3 separate regions of the Mus musculus genome follow, and regions 1 and 2 are each linked to region 3. Evidence: chromatin contacts called from public Hi-C data. All regions are on one chromosome and are shown on one strand. The core of a region is the stretch at or near the end of the contact, and the rest is flanking DNA. Distances in the headings are between cores, read along the strand shown. Region 1 has its middle 27 kb from the start of Gm31331. Region 2 has its middle 270 kb from the start of Tle4. Region 3 overlaps Gm8630 (predicted gene 8630).

Region 1 (3,625 bases), core at 376-2,875, 300 kb after region 3:
ATAAATTCTTCTTTCTTTTCATTCTATATACAAGTGACTTTTCTATGAAAAAAAATTAAACTAGAAACGACTTTGGAGATTGCTTGGCAACTTCTGCTGAGGTGTTTCCATCTGTCCAGTTTGTATTCTTAGGCCAGCACACTAGACAGCTGCCAGACGGAAACAGGTCAAGATGTGTCAGTGAACCTGATCATTATGAACTTGGGGAAAGCTAAACTGTCTTTTCAGATCTGGGTTTTGATTGATGAGTCATGTTGAAACCCATAGCCATGCAAACCCACAGTTCCATCACACTGTTCTTATACTTAGGTCACCATATGCTTGTTTCATCTTCAGTGTTTCACTCTAGTTCTGTTTATGCCGTTCATTAGCGTGGGGAGGAAGCATACGAGGAATAGAAAGAAAACAAAGCCTCAAAGAGTTGTATCCAGGACGAAAGCCAGCATGAACTGCTCTTTTCTTTTACCTTTTCATCTTTCTTTAAAGCAAAGAAAAACAAAACAAAACAAAATAAAAACCAAACAAACAAAAAATCAACTGTGATTCCTTTTTGCTGATGAAATTTCCCACCTGGTCGGACTTGTGACACGAAGAGCTATCTTGGGTTGTGCGGAGTGATTCAAATTCTTGTTCCTGAGGCACAACACCATTGCTCAGACCAGTAAGAAAGATCTTTGACTTTAAACTCTACAAAGGTTCAAACCAACGCTACTTGGCCTGCTTTGCTGTAGTTTGGGTCTCTTACCATTGCCGGGCTGGCTGCATGGTTCTGAGGCTTTCTCCCCCTAGTCACTCCTAAGTGAGTCAAAGTGAGTGAAATTTTGGCACATCCAAGTCCCTCTAATTACATCAATGGCAGTTTAGTGAGGAGCTGTTCCAGAAGGTGATAGCTTTATCCAGTGTCCTGCTGCAAAGGATTCATTTCCCCGTTTGCCCTCTGCTTCTCCTCTCCACTCAGGTTTCATATTCACTCCCGTGTCTTGGGAGTTGCGCTTTGTACTGGCAGTTATTATCATGTTCATTTTTTTTTCTAACTGACCTTAATTTTTCCCCTTTTCCCTGTCACACTAACACCTGAGGCACACAGAAATAAAATCCCTCCCAACACACCCAACAGCTTGCTGTGCCTTCTGTTTGCATGTTTGACTGCTTGGAAATTAATTAAGAGATGTTGATTTCAAAGTGCCTTTTTTTCTAAGTTTCTCAAATATTTAAACAAATTTTATACACTTTTTTCCCCACTTCCCCTTTCTCTCTGTTTGTAATAAGATTAATTATGTGAGGTGCACCGCTGCTTATCCCCATGAAGGAAAATCTAAAACGAGGGATTTCAGCCTCAAGAAGGCTATTTTGTCCTGTTTCCGATGTTCTAAAGGGATTAATTTACCATATCGTATAGCCCTGGAAGACTGTGATAATTGAAAACATCCATATTCATTGCATGTTCAAAGGGATCTGTCTGACTTTGTAATGTAAAAAGTGCATTTTTAACCTGAACGGGGACCTGCATCTGCTATTGCTTAATCCTATTAGTCGGACATTTCCAAAGCTTTAGTGTATAATCATTAGCTCGTGTTAATCCTGAGACATGCCTCCAGCCTCTGCCTGTCAGGAGGAATCCCTGCAGGGAAATGTGGAGGTGCTGATAGCACACCACCAGCTAATCTTATCTTAAATGCTAGCAGAATCCTCTATCTGTGAGAGCCAGGGAATTAAAAACAAATTTTTATGGGTATTGGATAGCAGGGTTCTCTCTCTCTCTCTTTCTCTCTCCCGGCTCTCTCTCTCTCTCTCTCTCTCTCTCTCTCTCTCTCTCTCTCTCCTCTCTTTTCCACTTCTTTCCTTTTTGTGCTCTCTTTCCCTCCATTCTTCCTTATGTGATGCTGTGAGTACTGTCAAGACAGGAAGAGTGGAAAGGGGGTTAAATCATTCAGTATACTTGTCAAGTCTTCTATCATTTTAATTCCTTGACGTCAGAAAGTGAAACCAATCCTGTGCTTTGTGCTTCTGTGGGTTGTAAAGATGACATGACGCATCCCAAGTTTATTGTCCCTTCCATTAATGGCCCCTGGAGACTCTAAACTCTGGGTCCTAGGCATGAATGGAAGCATGTCTGAGTAAAGAGGAAAATTGCCACTGTCTGCTAGCATGGGAGCCTTTTAAAGATACAGTTGAACTTGGTCATGGAGAATTGAGTGTAAGAGAATATGTGGGTCTGGGTATTGTGTAAGAGGTCTGTACAAAAGTGACAGAGTTTATAGCTGTGTATGCTAGATCACAGAAGACCATGTGTAAGGAGGTGCCTCCATTTCATATGGAGATTTTTTTTTTCTGCAAAGGATGTCAGAATATTTCTTCATTGATAATACATTTCAATATGGCAACCACAATGTGCTAGTTGCTGGGATTGCAATAGCAAATATATTCCCTGCCCTCATAGAAGTCTAGAGTAGCTATCCTGATGCTGTTGGGAACCAGAGAACAAAGAAGAAACAGTAATAAAAATTATTACACAAGGTGGTAACTGCTAAGATGCTGTTTTCATATTTTATTGTTTCAGTCTCTTGATAAATTCAGCCTGGTCGTTGGTGAGATGCCTCGAAGAGGCTTCTTCAGAGCTTCCTTGTCCCCTCTTTCTTATAGCACAGAGATTGTGACTATATGGTAAACACTTGACTATGTTAGTTAGATGAGTTTGTGTAGTTTACTCTGAAAATACTCTTAGTGGCTGGTCCACAACTGTGATGGAAACAACTGCTGTGCCGCTTCACGATTAAGCAGATACATGTACTGTTCATTTGATCACAGTTTCCAATGTAATGGTTTGAATATATATATATATATATATATATATATATATATATATATATATATATATATATATATTCTAACTTCTAGTCTGATGGTGTAAGGCAAAGGAACCTTCAGGAAGTGGGATGGAGCCCTTAGTAATGAAGTTACTGACCTTATGCTAAGACCATACCATTCTCTGTCCAGCTTCTCAGTTTATTTGCTGTTCTATTAAAAGAGCCTTCTTAGAAGTAGAGAAGTTAAAAATTTGAATAAAAAAATCTAAAATCAGATGACCAGTGTTCCACTCATTCCGCTAGCATCTGCCACATGCCTTGTTAGAAACTGAGGGAATATTAACAAGGATCAGATATTGGCTCTACCTTCCAGGAATCCACATGTCAATAAAGGAGAGGCACACTTGTGTTTTTCATAAAGGGTGGAAAATGTAAGAATGGGGAGTCGAGAAGCAAGGGATTGCCATCACCACATAAGGTAGCACTCTCTGCTCCCCACTCTGCGTTACGGTGCTAATTCTAATTGCACATTTTAGTCTCAGGGGACACTGAACTCATAGCAATATGTGGTCCTTAGCCCTTGAGACTTCAACCCAAGTGGCCTAGTTGGAACATCATTTTCACTATTTTAATAGCTTCCTACGTGATTTTAATGTGTATTCCAAGGTTGGGAAACAAGACAGTTTCCTAAATACAAGCGAATAAGCAGTGGATGGTTGTGAAAACTTGAAATGTAACACAATGTACTTCCAGTAGCAGTTTTTGTTTAGAACTTTTTCCAGTGAGATTTTTTTATTAGATATTTTCTTTATTTACAT
Region 2 (3,459 bases), core at 664-3,163, 450 kb before region 3:
ATGATCCAGGATCAGTGTCTGCTTAGGGAGGCAAATGAGCCAAGCCACAAGTCATTGAAGAAGGGGATAAAGCTTGGAATGAGGGTTGATCCCAGGAAATGGAGCTTTCTTTGTGCCTTATGGAAACCAGAGACAGGTGCTGTGGTCTACTTTATCATTTAAATTAGTTCCCCTGGCTTCCAAGGTGAGCTAGGGTCACCTATTAGAGGGGAGAAGATGCACAACTTGAGGGTGAGTGTAGCTTATGGGAAATAATGAACTGTCAACAATTTAAGAAGTTAACACAAACCAAAAATTAAGAAAGGACCAGGGTCAGAAGACCAGGTGCAGTGTGGACCATGGTGGCCATTTCCTTTGTCACACAAGAGGAAGATCTCAAACTTGGCTGCTGCAATCCTTTGGCTGTCTGTTCTCCCAGGACAGCGACAATGCAGTTCCTGACTGACTTAGAATCCTTTCCTGGAGAGCCATCCTATAGGCAAAGGGCGAGGAATGATTACCAAGGGAACTGAGCATCAAGGTTTTCGGGTGCTTGTTAGTAAACATGATTCCATAAGCAAGGAGAACACCATTAAACAAGTTCTGACTGGTAAGAAGAGGATGGATATTGGTGTTGTTGTTGTTGATTTCCTTGGACTGTGGCATAGACATAGAACTGCAATTTCTGCCTTTGCTTAGTCTTACTACAGGAGGGGTTTCACCGGTTTTCCCACTAGGAAGGAAGAGATGAAGGGAGATGGTGGGTGGAAAATGCCATGCCTAGGAGTGTCATGAGCAGATTAGCAGGGGGATGTCAATGACTACAAAAAGATCCAATCTGATGGCAGAGCCCACAGGGACAGGAGCCCTCTGGGGACACCTCTTAAAAAATGCATCTGTTTTGAACCGAAGAAACCAAGAGGAGCACCTTAAGGATTCTCCCAATGTTTCCTGTTGCAATTAGCCACAACACGACTATGCTCTCCGACACTTAACTTTATTCATTCTTTAAACTTCATAAATCAAGTGTGTCTCAGAGAAGTTTCTATATGTATGAACACAAAGAAAATGTAAAAATCAAGTTAAAAACAATCATTCGGGCCTGCAAATGGCCCAGTGAGTGAAAGTAGCTGTTGTCAAATCCTCACAGCCTGTGTTCAATGCCCAGAACTCACTTGGTGGGGAAAAAAAAAAAAAAAAAAAAACAGCTCCTGCAAGCTGTCCTGACCTTCGCACAAGCCCATCCCCACAAGTAAATAAGAAAATGTAAAAATTAATTAATTAATTAAAAGCAGTCTTTCTTCAAGGTTTAACTTGTATTTCTTGTTGTTTGAGGAACACAAACACACACACAGAGAGAAAGACAGACAGACAGAGAAAGAGAGAGATACAAAGAGTTTGGGTGGGAGTGGGGCTTGATGATAGTAGCTCTATTCAGAGTAGGAGGCAGAAGAATGAGAGAGGAATAAGAATAAAAATCATTAGAATACTTTATATAAATTATAAGAAACTGTAAAAAAAAAATTCTGAACAGTCTTTCTAATATGTTGCCATCTTTAAAATTATTTAAAGGGAGAGTTAGGAACAGACATGAAAATGCTAATAGATGTTTGTACTCCCTGAGATTTTAGGTGACACCACTCTGCTCGTTTCTTTCCATGTTTTGATTTTTCTATCGTCTACATGTGCTCTCTGTGTTTATTTACTACAAATAAACTCTGGGTGAGACACACTGTAACCTGAGAAGCTAGAGGACGCATGTTGGAATTATATGAAAGAAGATGGTCTGAAGAGCGTTCTGACATGGCTTTCCAGTTTGTTTTGTGTCTTGACCTCTTAATCCCTTGTAGTCTCCTGTCTACAAAGTGAGGTAGGCTGTTTTCTAATGTGGTAAATTATAATGTACCCCGGTAGTGTTAGGGAGTTGATTACCAGGATCTAGAATGTTCTCATTCAAGCACAGTTAGATAATAAAACATGGAGAAAAAAAGGAAAAGAAGATACCATCAGGATCAGAGGACAGGGAAAAGGCTGCTGTTTGTGGGACCAGCATCCAGGCAAGGCAGATGAGCAAGGGACTGCCCCCATGCCATTCCAATCAGCCATGCCTTTCACATCACTGCTGGCTTTGTTGTCCAAATGTTAATAGATTTCCAGAGAGAGAATTCTTCTAGTTATTCATTTCTGAAAAATTACAGAATAATGGTTTACAATGTATTGTGGTAATTGCATAGGAAGCTAACTGCTATTTTTCTTAATAAGGTTGACCCTTTGAGGCCTGGCATGAAAACATTTCCACAAAAGGATGTGCATGGTCCTGGCAGGGTGGAGGAGGGGCATCTGTCTTGTTTGGTACTTCTGTCTGTCTTCTTTCCTTTTTTTTTTCTTTTCTTTCTGCTGCTATGACTTCTGCTACTGTGACTGCTATTTGTTTTTGTAATTGTTCTTCAAAGGCTTCCGGCAAGAAAGCTGTTCTAATTGTGCAAATCACAGAACAGCTGATCACAGAAACGGTCTCAAGTCATCTGTGCAACCACTGACTGAACTTTCAAACAAGCTGGGGGCGCTTCCCCCAATCCCCTGAGTCCAGCATCTGACAGTGAACATAAAGCAGCCGCCAAATGAGATACTGAAACAGTTGTGTGTCACTAAGCCAGTGATTTGATCTGAGCAGTCAGCAATCACGCTGCCCTGGGCTGCAGAGAGACTTGCACTGCACTGATGCAGGCTCCCATAGGCAGGCTCCCTGCCTGACTTGTTACCATGGTTTCCAGTGCAGCCTGGTCTAGTGAGAACGTTTGTCTCGTTGAAAGCAGTTAATGCTGGGTTCAAATCTACCCTCTGCAGCTAAAGTGACATGAACCAGGCAAATCACACAGAACTTGTTAAATGAAGCATTTCCTGTTGCCTTAAGATTCCAGTTAAAGCCCAAGAAAGCAGTTGGTACCTCCCACTGCTCATCCATGCAGAGCTAAGAGGTGGCTTTAAATGACTTGATGACTCATAGCTCATCACCACAAATGAGAGCCTAGGGACGAATTGAGGAGAATAATCAGTGTGGTGGGCAGGCATGGGCATCAGAATACTGTTGTCTAAGGAAATTCCTCAGGAGGGGAAGAACAGGATGTTTTCTACTGCTCCAGTTATTCAACAAATTTAGACTGTCCCTATCATGTCCCAAGCATATTCAAAGTACTGCAGACACAGTAGTGAAGACAAGCTATTTTCATGAGTAGCAAAGGCTCTCCTTGAAGGTGCAAGTAAGCTACCAGATTGAAGGGAGGCAGGTTTCTTATCGACAACCCCAGCCACACAGCTACCAGACACTTAGGAGCAGCCAACCCTTCCAGGCTTGAGTATGAAATAGTGTGAGTTTCTCTCTGAGCAAACTGAAGGCTGAAAAGGCATGTGGGTATGAGTTGACCATGCTCAAGGACAGTAGAGCTCCTTAGACCAAGGCATGAAGGATTCCTGCCTTAG
Region 3 (3,506 bases), core at 593-3,092:
CCAACAGATCCTTCGGTGAACAGGCAATTCTATAAAGCCAGGCTTAATTATAAGAGTAGAAGGTGAAAAGGTCGGAAAGCCGGTACAGCCAGCCGGTCAAGGACAACAAACGTTACTTCAGCACTTTCCTGAAAGCCAGGGCTATCAATTATAAATAGCTATAGGCGTTACGTCCTAGGATCACAAAAGGGAAATGCCCAGGTTAGTTAATTATCAGTGCCAGATGGTAGGGAGTGGCTTGAGCGTTGTGGGGTATGTATAGACTTGTGCTCCTCACAGTACAGTCAGGGCCACCGGCAGCAGCGTCTAAATCTTTGAGAGGCAAATTCTCATCCAGTCTCACATCCACTGCCCCATGCACAACAGCCAAACTAGATAATCAGCCTGGCGCCTATCAATTGAAAAACTGATAAAGAAAACAGGGACCATACATACAACACAATAGTGTTCTGCCATAAAAACAAGAGAAGCTTTTTCATGTTTTGGGACAACTTGGATGAAGCTAGATGGTGTTCTGTTAAGTAAAACAAGCCAAGCACAGTCAGATGGGTATCCGGTGAGTTCACATCTTTGTGGAATCTAAGCATGCTGATTAGGCGTTCGAGAGAGCAGCGTGCAGTCAGCGGAGGTCAGGGAGGCACAAGGGCTGAGTTCATGCAGTTAGGCAGATGTGTCTTAGGTAGAGCCCTACCTTAGAGCCAGCTCACCAGAGTTTAGAGTAGTGTGACTATTCCCAAACTGCTAATAGGAGATTTTAAATGTTGTCAACAGTAAATCAGTAAGTGGGCCTGTTAGTTCCTTTGGTTTAATCGTTCCACAGTACATCTGAACAAAACGCTGTGCCCCATAAATATATACCGTTTTGTCAATTAAAAACAAAAACGCCTGCCTTTTAACAGGAACACAGGCCTTCTGCTTTCTAGACTGTAGAGACAGAGATTGAGATACACTTTCTGGGTTTTCCCCTCTCACTTTTATAATTTTTTCCTCTGGTAGAGCCTTTATCAAAGCTTCTGATTCCACAAGGCAAAGCCAGTGATTTGCTTGCTTGCCAGCCTGTCGTAGCTGAGTCCAATTTCTGTAAGTCGGAAACATGTCTTCTGAACTCAGCAACCTTTCTTATCAGAGGCTGATAAGTGTGGCCACCACACGCAGCCCACAGACCTCCTTTGAGAAGCCCTAACCTGGATGGTACCTCTCTAGTGCCCTGGACTCCTGACCCACAATGGCCCTTGAGGCAGCCTCACTCAAGGGAACGAGACACAACCAGAAGTCACATATGCATCCAGGTTGGTCAGAAAGTTACTGCACACATATTACACTGCCCCCTTCAGCTGAACTGCATCAAGCAAGGTGTTAATCTGTAAAGTGCACTTTTTTTTTTCTATCAAGATAGTGAATTCCATCGACTTACTTATCACATATCCCGGCCTAGTTTCCCGCTACTGTGTTGGTATTATGGATTTAAAGCAAGTTTGTTCCCACATCTCCCGAGTTTATAATCTGGGTTTATAATTTTCTGCTAAAAGGTTAGGTTGCCGACTTTGGCTGATCAGAGCACATTTGGAGTCCATCAAATTTTAATTTATGAATAAACACAAGGAGACTGTCTCTCTCCTGGACATAAATCGTGAAGTTGTTTTTGTCACCGGAGACAGAGATGTTGTAAAACTTTGGCTTTAATCTCTTCCCCGTTTGGCTGTCCTTGTTCCAGAGTCGGGTCTTTTAAAATCTTGTTAAATACATTACAGCTTGTTACAGCCTCTGTTTATATTAGGGACTCACTAAGAGGAGGTGTCAATGATGTAAACATTACATGAAAGTAAGGGTTGCAGAGATGAGAACAGTGCTTAATGGAGCAGCTTTGCTAGTGGGAAGGGCTCTGACACTGACCAGAGCTGGTCTCAGAGGGAGCAGCTCCCTTGCCACACCGCCTTTTAGCAACCTTTAAAAAACGATCTACGCTTGTTTACACAAAAGTGTTTCAAGCCCTCTTCTGCTATAAATTGTGTATGGCTCAGCCTGTGCATTAGGACTCATGCTAAATGTCTTTATCTGGAAAGATAAAAGAAATATTTACGATTCCTCTGAAATGTATTTGCCTTCCCATGGCTTTGGCTAATAATACGATCAACTAAAAGGAGCCGCTTAAGAACTGCTGTTTATCTTACAAACAGTAGCCTAAGGCCTCTGCTATCTTCTAACGGCTAACGTCTAATGAATAATTAGGGCTCTGACACACACACACACACACACACACACACACACACACACACACACACACGTTCTCTAAGAAGAGAAGCTTGCCTGGTTCTTAAGGAGGAGCCATGATGAATTGTTATGTTTTCGAAGATTGGTTTCTTAAGTTCATACATGATTAAAGTATGCCCTAAAGGAAATACAAATTGAAAACATGCTGCAATCCCATTTTATACCACCAGGCTCCAGAGTATAAATTCCAAGAGCATCAAGTATTAGTGAAAATGTGCTACAAAGAGAAGTTTCCTATCAGCTGGTGATGATGTGATTTGGTTCAGAAAGTTTGTAAAGACAATTTCATCTTATAAAGTGGAACTCATGAATACAGCTGGGCATTTCCCCCTCTTAGCTAGGTATATTAGGGCATTATTGTATAGGTATACTAGAATTGAGACAAGAATCTTTTCGTTAATGTAATTTCTAATAGCAAAATGCTCAAACAGAAACTCCAAATGACTATTGTGTGGTATTTGATTCATATAATGGAATATACTACTGTAGCAAAAACGACTTAAATGCAGCGACATAGGCCAAGCATGCATGACGCTGAAAACAAAAGATTAGATTAAACAGAAAGTTTCATGGGACTGCAGAGATAGTACAGGGATTGATACCACTCACTGCTTTTCTGGAGGCCCTGTTTTGGGTCCCAGTACCCATGTTTGGCAGTGCAATTGCCTGTAACTCCAGCTTAACAGCAATCTAACACTGTCTTCTGGACTCTAGACACCTACACATATGTTGAGCATGTGTATAACATGTACAAATGCAGATACACATGTACACATAATTTAAAAACATGTTTAAAAAGCAAGTTCAAGAAAAATATAAACAAGAAATTTTTGCTTGAATAATACTAAACAAGTAAACAATGACCTAAACTAAGAAAGATAGGGCAATATGATGAAAAATGATTAAGGAACATGAAGGGATTATTATTATTATTAACTCAAAATGAGATAGTGGTTACATTTGGGGAAGGGAACATCAACTATGGGAATCACAGTGGAGAAACCATGTCCATTTGTTAACTTATTTAATTACTGTTTTAAATTATATATTTGTGTGTGCACGTGTTTGTTTAAGTGCCCATAGTGGGGAGAGATATAACATGCCCTGAGAGCTGAGTTGTTTGTGAGATGCCTGATATAGATTCTGGGAGTCAAACTCTGATCCTCTGCAGAGCAGTATGCTCTCTTAACCACTGTGCTGGCTAACTTTATGTCATCCTGACATAGGCCGCAATC

Evidence for each region. Hi-C and Micro-C count contacts between places; a contact is called where the count stands out from the background.
Region 1: a Hi-C map of the N1E-115 cell line shows a contact between it and region 3, with 4 times the contacts expected there. A contact is called at or near these places in 2 of 484 Hi-C or Micro-C datasets (the N1E-115 cell line and myocytes).
Region 2: a Hi-C map of the N1E-115 cell line shows a contact between it and region 3, with 3 times the contacts expected there. A contact is called at or near these places in 2 of 484 Hi-C or Micro-C datasets (the N1E-115 cell line and nephron progenitors), 2 of 130 datasets of targeted methods (astrocytes and embryonic stem cells) and 1 of 9 other capture datasets (embryonic stem cells).

The regions. Positions count from the first base shown.
Region 1 is chr19:14,121,836-14,125,460 of GRCm38.p6, reverse strand. No RefSeq gene overlaps it. Among named protein-coding and RNA genes, the nearest start is that of Gm31331, 27 kb to the right of the region's middle.
Region 2 is chr19:14,870,860-14,874,318 of GRCm38.p6, reverse strand. No RefSeq gene overlaps it. Among named protein-coding and RNA genes, the nearest start is that of Tle4, 270 kb to the right of the region's middle.
Region 3 is chr19:14,423,142-14,426,647 of GRCm38.p6, reverse strand. All of the region lies in intron 2 of Gm8630 (predicted gene 8630), which reads left to right. Among named protein-coding and RNA genes, the nearest start is that of Gm8630, 11 kb to the left of the region's middle.